Regions from separate parts of the Mus musculus genome. Here region 1 is linked to region 2. The links are chromatin contacts, called in public promoter capture Hi-C maps. All regions are on one chromosome and are shown on one strand. Each heading gives the region's core, a stretch centred on a gene start, on an enhancer-like site or on the middle of the called end of the contact. The rest is flanking DNA. Distances are from core to core; before and after follow the strand shown.

The links. Promoter capture Hi-C pulls out the DNA fragments that hold promoters and counts their contacts.
Region 1: a contact with region 2 is called in a promoter capture Hi-C map of hematopoietic stem and progenitor cells, with 3 times the contacts expected there. The contact joins the promoter of Mrps18c here to the enhancer-like site in region 2. A contact is called at or near these places in 4 of 39 promoter capture datasets (the C10 cell line, hematopoietic stem and progenitor cells and liver), 2 of 115 datasets of contacts at active chromatin or transcription factors (astrocytes and embryonic stem cells) and 3 of 9 other capture datasets (adipose tissue, liver and macrophages).

The regions. Positions count from the first base shown.
Region 1 is chr5:100,795,268-100,800,052 of GRCm38.p6, forward strand. Mrps18c (mitochondrial ribosomal protein S18C) reads left to right here and starts at 3,492. Exons shown (of 6, transcript NM_026826.1): 1 at 3,492-3,593; 2 at 4,285-4,346. The coding sequence starts at 3,503. Helq (helicase, POLQ-like) reads right to left here and starts at 3,333. Exons shown (of 18, transcript NM_001081107.1): 1 at 3,027-3,333; 2 at 1,087-1,795. The coding sequence starts at 3,206.
Region 2 is chr5:100,475,971-100,481,229 of GRCm38.p6, forward strand. Lin54 (lin-54 homolog (C. elegans)) reads right to left here. Exons shown (of 13, transcript NM_172714.4): 3 at 4,228-4,351. Among named protein-coding and RNA genes, the nearest start is that of Lin54, 22 kb to the right of the region's middle. Within about 2 kb of position 1,816, at least 15 of the 459 cell types and tissues checked have an H3K27ac peak or open chromatin away from gene starts, as enhancers often do. A contact at or near this core is called in embryonic stem cells and hematopoietic stem and progenitor cells, where this site is marked.

The sequences.
Region 1 (4,785 bases), core at 2,242-4,741, 320 kb after region 2:
TTTCTTGGATTTTGTGTTTATGCGGACAGTACATGTCTAGTCCCAGAGGTCTGAAGAGGGACTCAGATTCCCCTGGAGCTGGAGTTACAGATGCCGTAAGCCACCGTGTGGGTGCTGGGAACCAGATAGTCCTAAGTCCTTAGTTGCTGAGACATCTAGAATGTCTAGATTCTTACTGGCTGAAGGTAGTCTTTTGTTTCCTATCTTTCTACTTCAACCTGACTGTCTCCTGACAATCCACGTCTTCAAATACTTCAAAAGTTCTCCCAAGGAAGCTTCCAGTGACGGCTGATGGACTGATCTCCTAGTATGGCAGCTGCTGTGCCCTTGTTTACCATGGTCTATCTGAAATATATGCAAGGACACGGGGCTTTTGAAAAACATCACATAATTATTATTACTGCTGTCTTCTTAAAAAAATTATTTTTGTCTTATGTGCACTGGTGTTCTTCTTGCTTGTATGTGTGAGAGATGGTGTCAGATCTCCTGGAACTGGAGTCACAGGCAGTTGTGAGCTGCCGTGTAGGTTCTGGGAACTGAACCCTGGTCCTTTGGAAGAGCAGCCAGTGCTCGTAACGACTAAGCCAACTCTCCAGCCCCTACTGTAGTCTTTTCTGCACTTACATCTTAGCTGTCTTTAAATGCATTTTAATTTTAACTGCTATTACCAACTTCTTTCACTTAAGATTCTGAGCATTCAAAGGAATTGCCACAACTCTAAATGCCAAAGAAACAATAAAAACGAATCAGAGGAAGGTCAGAAGCAGAGTGTGAAGGGGTTGAAAACGGTAGGACACGTAGCTGCTCTGGACGCATGTCAGTGCTCAAGCTCCTTAGTCTTAGTCACTTACACAAGGGCACAGGAGTGAATGGACTGAAGACAAAGCCAGATACCTACCCTGAGAAGGACAATACACAAGGAAGGAAAGAAGTCCACGAGAGGGATGCAGGGTTAACGCAACTGATACTCTTGCTCATTCGAGATCAGAGACGGAACCAGGGAATCACCTGCTTCCACTGATTTGGTTTAATACTCTAATACTATTTGAACTATAAATTTGGTTTCCTTTTTATACAAAGCATTACCATATAGCTTTTTGATTCCTTTCAATTGAACGTAAAGATCTCTCACTTTGCTGGGTAGCGAATAAAAAGGACCAAGATCATCTGACGGTGACTCAATGGCTTTCTTGGCGACGCTGATCTCCTCAGACAGGAGCGCCTCTCTGAGGTGTTTACTCCTGGGAAATGCTGGGGTCTGGGCCCTGGCATTCCCAGCCATGGTACTTTTCAGATGGTCTTTCAGACTTTTTCTCCTGCTTGACTCTGAAGCAGCTCTGACGTTAGAGAAGTCATTATTTGGCTCGGGTTGCTCTGTGTGGCTGGAGACCAACTCTTCATGTGATGACTTCTGTGGGTCCCCATTTGTCTTCTTAGTGCACGGATCGCCCAAAGCTTCTGGTGAGTTCTGCGGATTTTCAAAGTATAAAATTTGAGAAGAAGGCACATCAAACGAAAGATCGCTTCCAGGTTCTGGTTCAGCAGGGACATCTAGGTGACTCTGCTTCTGGCCGTGCTCACTAGTTTCCGGGTCAGTGAGGTTGATTACAGTAGTAACTCTGAGGTTGTTTTTGAGGCCTGCTGAACAAAGGTCTTTGGTGCCAGAGTCTGCATCACGGTCCCCACATTCAGGCAGTTGCATATATCTCTGTTCCAGGTCATCAACGTGAGCTAAGAAGGAACTTTCTGTAAAGCTGTCATAGTCACCAAACATGTCCTCTTCGCTGTCATTTTCCTGTAAGGAAACAAAGATACATACATGAATTCCATCCTCATTTTAAAAAAACAAATGTCCCAGCAAAGGACTATCCCAATGATATCACTATATGCAAATTATCCTCTGAATACATATTATCATCACCAAACAAAAGAAACAAGTCCAGAGAGTTGCTCTGACTTGCCTAAACAGTACTGCTGGCTTATTATGGGATATCAGGATGCTAAGAAACATTTTTTTAAAAGTCAGAACAGGATCTCACCTTACTGAGGCTACACACTCCTGATCCTCCTGCCTGTTTCCTGAATGCCTCACCATGCCTGGTTTTAGGAGGTGTTGGGATCAAACCCAGGGTGTTGGGCATTCTAAGCAAACATTCTGTCAACTCAGATACATCCCCCAAGGGGTGATACTGGAATTCTAAATTATTTATTCTGGTGCTGCCATGTGAGCCCAGGGCCTGCCCCAGGCTCCGCTGCTGAACCTAACCGCCCAGTCTTTGGCATTTTAATTCTTAAACCTATGCTAAAGCACTTAAGAATGAAAGAACAGTAACTCTCTCCAAGATTCAATAGATGCTTCTGATAACTGTGGTAATTCCGGCCCAGGCACTAACGTAGAAGCTGGTCTGCTACAAAATCATGATTGTGCCATTAGACACTACAATGTTCCACTAGACACTACAATGAAATTCTGTTCTGAACTTGGAATTGAGACAGTCATGTGCACACTCATGTATGGTGGCTTACAGAACAGAGATGTAAACTGGGAGGTGATAATTATTTATTGAGTCACAACTTTAGTCTCTCAACTTCCCTGGACTCACTTACCGTTGTAAAAGTCTACATAATATGGCTAGTTTAATAACGTAACTAGCAATTAATGGGTCATCAATAAAAATGTTTTATCAGTAAAGTAGAGCCGAGCCATTTGGAAGGCTAGCTTTCTCTCTGTCAAGCCAGTTAATTGCCCCGTGAATACTTTTTATGACAGGGGATGGAAGGAGCATGTAGGTTTGACATCTACCTAGAAGTCGGGGGTTTAAGCAGTGTCTCCCAAGTGATGGAGATAAAAGGATAACAAAGGTGAGAGAGCGAGCTAAGGCTACTCATGATGTGCACCTGGGAAGAAGGCGGTTTCACCTCCCGCGCAGCCGTGCCCGGGGCGGGACACGCGGTTGCCACCGCAGCCCCTGGGATGACAGGACCGGGCGAGTCAACGGGGATGCGGGGACTCAGCAGGGCTGTACCTGGGCGTGCTCCGGGCTCCCGGTTTTCCGGCGGCGGCTCCCGGCTGCAGCTTCGTCCTCCGTGTCCTCGGCAGGCTGGAGCTCGGCCGGGGTCGGGGAGGCACGGAGGTTCTCCAGGTTGCCGCGGTTCCTTTTGCGGACAGACACCCGCCGGCGGATGCGGGGACAGCCGTCCTCCATGACAACGGCCCAGAGTCCCTGCGACAGCCGCCCTGGGTGCAGCCCGGAGCCGGTGGCGCCGTTCTGGAGACAGCAGGTGACCCAGCATCAGCTTTCCATCCCTCAGCAGCGCAGCCCCGGGTCACGTGACTTCCGGCCCGGGAAGCGCGGGAAGATAAAGGTGCAGTGCATTGAAACCCGGGCCGCGTTCGCGCCGGAACCTTTGCGTCGAATCCCGGGCAGACAGGGGAAGAGCACCAGAAAGGACCTGTCGGGGCGCTTAGGGAAATAGAAAGGAAGAGGAAGGGCGGAGAACCATGGCCGCTCTGGTTGCTCTGTGCAGTGGTATAGGGAGGAAGAATTTGACAACCGCGGCTGGCTGCTTCACGGATCGCGGAACTCAAGCAGGTAAAACGTCCGGCATAGCATTATAGCCGCTGATTGTCGGTGGGGTCCTCGCCGTTAGCAAAATGACTATTTCAATAGAACTAGGTTTGAGATAAGTGGGAGGCTCGAGTCATCGTAGACTAGTTTCCTAGAGCTGAAGAGGACTTTGAGGTGTAGTCAACCACTTTACCCCGTTACTTATTCACTTTACAAAAACCTATCGCCCCGACTCCTCAATAAGACTTTCTGGACACTTGTTGGCTGTGGTTCTCTTGCATCTGTTTCCATCCGCTGCTTGGACGAAGCCTCTCAGGAAACAGTTATGCTATCTAGGCTCCTGTCTCCAAGGTGTAGTCAACTCTTTTTTTGTTTGTTTGTTTTATGCTTCTTTGTCAATGTCTTGAATCTTTTTATTTCTCCTTTGGAATGACAGTACCATTCTGTTGTTTCTGTACATATTTGAATTTCAATCCGTAACTGTAGAAATGAGAAAGAATTTATAGGAGAGGAAGTATATATGTCCTTTATCCAAAGCCTTTGGAACCGCTCATTTTGAGTCCTATTATGTCCCAAATCTAACAGGTTGCTAACTAATCATTGAAAAGAATGTTTGATATTGTGCCCTTTGATTATCTAGCATCTTTAAAAACGTAAATCTTGGTTAGATATGCAGCGAATGAAAACAATTGTGTTGTCGCCATTTTCTCTTTAGTTTCTGTGATTTGGAGACGATGTTTTTCACAGTTTGAACAGGTAACCAGCAATGAGGACCTGGTAAGATTTCGTTTTCTTTTTTTAAAGAAGACATTATTTTATTATTTGTATGTATGTGGGGGAGGGGAGTTGTGGAAGCCAGAAGAGGGCATTGGATTCTCCTGGAGCTGGAACGAGGTGGTCGTGAGCCACTGGGTGTGGGTGCTGGGATTCAAACCCTGTACTTAGTAACATTAGGGAGTACTTTTAACCACTGACACCTATCCAGCCCCAGGTCCCCCTCCCCCCATATTACTAATTCATTTCCAAATTCAGCCTAATTTTTAATATTTGGAATTCAATTATAGGACAAAATAATGGTTATCTTTTATTGACTATAGTCACTTGTGTTTTGTAGAGAATTCCTAGATTCAGTCTGTAATGTATTCTTCTTCATAGATATTAAATATAAGGATACATGATTTGAGAATATCTAAATATAGCTTCGGTGGGTAGGATA
Region 2 (5,259 bases), core at 566-3,065:
TGAATGATAGGGACCACCAAACAAAGCTTCTTAATAATACCTAATACTAGATTACCTAGCAGTGCCCCCTGAACCATAGTTAAGGTAATATCAATGAGAGAGAGAGAGAGAGCGCGCAAGTGAGAGCGAGCGCTTGGGACAACTCAGGACTTGGGCCCCAAGTTTTCTTCGTCTCTGTACTTTTACACTTACAACAGCTATCTTCCTATTTGAACTTAAATCATGTAGAGCAAAATTAAAACCAACAGTTCTGCAGGGAGGGCAGCTTGGTTGGCAGAGTGCTCGCCTCTCATGCAGGGAGCCATGAGCACCTCATAAACCAGGCAAGATAGGACACCTGAGGATCCAAGGACTTTCTCAGCAACAGAGGAACCAGCCAGGAATATGTAAGACTTATCTCAAAAAACAAAACAAAAATCATGCAGACCCGTACAAAACAGCTACTGAGGCCAGAGAGGTGGCTCCGTGGTTAAGATCACATGCTGTTCTTCCAGAAAACCAGAGTCAGCTCTCAATACCCACATCAGGAGGCTGCAGCTCTTTGTACTTCACCTCTAGGGATCTGATGCCCTCTGCTGGCCTCTGACCCAAACAAGTGACTGTACACAAACAATCAATGTCATTTTAAACATTTAAAAACTATTTTAAAGTAATTTTTAAATGTTTCTTTACGGAGTTGGGGGATGGCTCAGTGGTTAAGAGCACTGACTGCTCTTCCAGAGGTCCTGAGTTCAATTCCCAGCAAGCACATGGTGGCTCACAACCATCTGTAATGGGATATGATGCCCTCTTCTGGTGCGTCTGAAGACAGCTACAGTGTACTCATATACATAAAATAAATAAAATCTTTTTTAAAATTGAAAACAGCATAGTCAATAATAAAAACACTATTACTTTAAGTATTTAACATTTAAATTACTTCAGTTAAGCTGAGATTTAACAGTGCTATTTTATACTATTTAGGAACTACCATTAAAGTCACTAGTTATTGTGGTTACTGACACGCTAATGGTTGTTTTTAAAAATATACTTACTTATGGTATAGATTAAGGCTGAGATGTTTACAGGTAAATACTTACTATCAGAAATCGCTTTATAACAATACTCAGATGGAAGGGATGAAGGCTTATGAAATGAGACTGGTCAAGACCTAATGATTGTTCAAGCTGACTGAAGATGTAATCAAATTTCATTAAGTGAATTTCCTTAAAAAGTAAAAACTATATGCACATGTGTACGTGTTCACAGGTTTGCTGCCACAGGGTTACACCTCCAGCCTTGTGTGTGTCTAAGAATGGGTTTGTGCAAGTGAGTGCAGTGCCCTGGGGCCTAGGAGGGCGGGAGTTAGGGCCTATTGTGGGCTGCCATATGTGGATGCTGGAGCCAAGCTGCACTCTTACCCACTGAGCCACCTCTCCAAACTCTTGAAAAACTCTTACAGGCAATCTCAATTATTGAAGATAATTAATACTGGGGGGGGGGGGCACTTAAAATGAACTCAAAACAGAGCAAACATTCTGAAGCAAAGAACTGGCAGGATGGTTCCTCAGGGGCAAGTGCCTCCCACACACACCTGATGACCCCAGAAAGGAAGCAGACAAACAAACCCTCAAAGTTGGCCTTGATTTCCACACACCAACACAATAATCGTTTAAATTTTAAAGCAAATTATAAGTATGGAAGAAAACGAAAAAGCAGACTTCCTTCCTTCCTGCTTTTTATCTTACAAGGCGTCCCGTTTACTGTGTGTTGTGTTCCTTACCACAACAACGGCAGTGTGCTGCCGGCTGGCCACTGTGAGCTGGGGTTCCCTGGGAAACGAGTCTGCTGAGGGGGCCTTCCAGCCTTTAGACCAACTGGAGGTCATCCCCTTGCACTCAGGGGAGGACTAAAGTGAAAGCAGAAGCCCCTTATAGGAGCCGCGGACCTGTGAGCTACCCAGTGGGCCAGCTGAGGGGCTGTGAGGTGTGGAGCACCCTAAACTCAGGAACTGGACAAGATGGCCACATGGTCAGTGCCCCAGGGTGGGAATTAAGAATTGGTGCCAGGCGATGTTCCTGTTTGCAGATTTCACTGTTTTGGGGTAGAGGCCTAGGTTACTGTAGAGTAAACACTCTACAGTCTAACACTCTAGGCAAGTGCTTTATCACCAAGTCATGGCCCAGCCTACAAGCCTTATATTAAGGACTACTATTTACAATATTTAACGTCAGCTTGGAGTATGATGGTCTCATGCTTGAGGCTTTCCCTTCTCCCTCAGTGGAAAGTGATTCCATTTAATGACTAGGTCCCCTGGATCCCTCGCTGGGCTCGGGATACCCCAAATAGGCTCCATCTGTAAATGCGTCACTTCTTCCCGAGGTCTATTAAGGCTGCTGAGATAGTTCTGTGGGTAAAGGTGCCTGCGCCAGGCCTGAGGCAAAGACCCCAAACCCCACGTGGTGGGAGAGAGGAGACTGCCTCAAGTTGCCCTGTGAGCCCCACAAACCCTCGAAGGCACATCAGAGCTTACACTCAGCTTGCATTGGGATATTTCATGACACACTTGGAATCCAGGGGTTTGTTGTTGCTTTTGTTTTCTAGGGACTCTGCTAGATTTTCCTCTTATTTTTACTATCTCGTCATTTAGCGTGTTCCCAGTCTGGCTGTTCACAGGCCAGGTGCGTGTAGAAGTCAGATGACACCCTGGAGAGGTCAGGTCTTTCCTTCTTCTCTGTAAACTTAATACTGACAGGTCCAAGCCAAGAAATGAATCAAGCAAAGAATATTTTAAGCAAGGATGTGACAAGATCAAATCTGTACTTTAGAGAAATGAGGTATACATTGGTAAATCCATCTTCAATGAGAAATCTCCAATTAAGAAACAATCTTAACAGATTCTGAAAAAGCATCAGCTGCACTAGGGAGGCTGTATCAGCAGACCACTGTAAGGTCAAAAGCCAGCCCGGGCTATAGAATGGGCACCAGGCTAGTCAGGGCTATAGAGCAAGATCCTGACTCCCACCCCCTCTGCAAACTAAACTTAGTGCAAACAATCCTAGAGACAGAACAGATATTGAGCATTTTGTCTGCAATTACAAGGCAACGCCAGGACTAACTTGCAAAATGCCATAAATGACCCAACGACTGAACAACAACACCCATGACAGTAGTCCACGACAGTCAGGGAGAGCTGTACAGCTGGGGATCTTGTTGTTGTTTTCTATTAATGTAAACTGGTATCAAGGCCTGAGGCACAACCTTTCTACTGAACTACTACCATCCTAACAGAGCATTTGAAATCTACATATCTGAAGTGATACAGTTACCTGTAATGGTACATTTTAAAGTATATAACAAAAAGAAACTGGGTAGCATTAAGGTGAGTGCTGGTAGACACACTAAAGCTTAGATTCTGTTATATTTTGATAACAAGTATTTGATAATATGACAATTTCCCATTCATAAAGAATTTCATGTGAAGCCAGAGAAACTGGACTATGATTATTTTGTGTGTGTGTTTTTTAAGAATTATTTATTTACACTGCCACTGTCTTCAGACACACCAGGAAAACAGATGAGATCCTGTTACAGATGGTTGTGGGCCACCATGTGGTTGCTGGAAATTGAACTCAGGACCTCTGAAAGAGCAGTCAGTGCTCTAACAACTGAGCCATCTCTCCAGCCCCACTTTTTTGTGCTTTTATAGGTTTTGTTTTTTCAATGTATGAATCTGTGTTTTTCTTGTGCTTCCTCTTTGTTGTCTTACTCTTTGTCCTGGTTAGCCTATTTGTTTTCTAAGAGAGAGAAAAAAGACTGGAGTTGTGGGGAGAGGATCTGAGAGGACCTGAGTGGAAGGAGCTGGAGAGGAGCTGGGGAACCATGATCAAAATATAGTGAATAAAAAAAGATTTCAATAATTAAAAAAAAAAAAAGAGTACAAAACTCCAAACAAATAAGCTATAACTATTCTAAAACATTTTTTAAAGATTTATTTATTTATTATATGTAAGTACACTGTAGCTGTCTTCAGACACACCAGAAGAGGGCATCCCATTAGAGATGGTTGTGAGCCACCATGTGGTTGCTGGGAATTGAACTCAGGACCTTCGGAAGAACAGTCAGTGCTCTTAACCACTGAGCCATCTCTCTAGCCCATGCTAAAACATTTTAAAGTGACCGAGAACCTTTTCTAAATCTAGGACAGACACACACACACAAAGCTGACAAACTATAAGGACAGATAACCTGTGACGACGGGTGGAGATGCTTGAGTTGTCTGTCCTGTAACTGCTTTGCTATTAATTGGTTTTGCAAAAATCAGCTTCGTGATCACTGGACCCGAGGTTGGTGTCCGAGGCTTCTTAGCAATCTGAAACATAAATAACCATGAAGATATGTTTCCACAAAACATGTGTGCAGTAAAATGAGACAGCATTCATTCATACACAGTAGTACAGTAAAGTCAGGTCATTTAGCAAGTATATCTATATATTAAAGTAAAAAGCATTTAAAATAAATCCACTCACCAAAATATTAATATGATCATTATGTATAAGCGCACGTGTCCTTACACCTCTACTTTCCAATAAATCCCTAGTCTCTCTGAAACACACCGATGGTTAAAACAGTAAAGTTTAATAGTAATAATGTTTAATAATGAGAGTCGACACACAATATTAGTTTTCCAACTAGACTATTCAATAATAAAAAGAAGGAGTTTTAAAAATACAGTACAAATAATGAGGCACTGCTGCACACATACACATGACCACATTTACCTGGAATCCAATGTAAATTACAACTTTACAGTTACATTGTCCTTCTTTTCTCTTTCTCTCTCTTTTTTACATGTTTGGGATACATTCTCTTTCATCAGCTAAGAACTGCAAATTGGTCTTGAACTCAAGGTAATAACCCTGCCTCAGCTTCTCAAATACTGAGATTACAGATAAGAACTACCATGCTAAGCAGACTTAGAGCTACACACACACACACACCAGGAGAAGAGCTGACCCAGTTAATGTCAGACCTTCACTCCCAAGTGTAGAGATTACAGGTACAGCCACCATACTCAAGCTCAATGGTTTTCTACTGCAATTGTCACCAAATGCAAAGACCTCTCTGCTAAAAGGCAGGAGCAGAAACTTACCTGGCATAAAACTCAGAGCTTAGTGTGTGAGGAACATTAAAGATTTTATCTTTTGGCAGATATGTACACTGAGACCCTGAAGTATTGTTTATTACTGGAGGTGACTCACATAAATAAACAAGACTAAC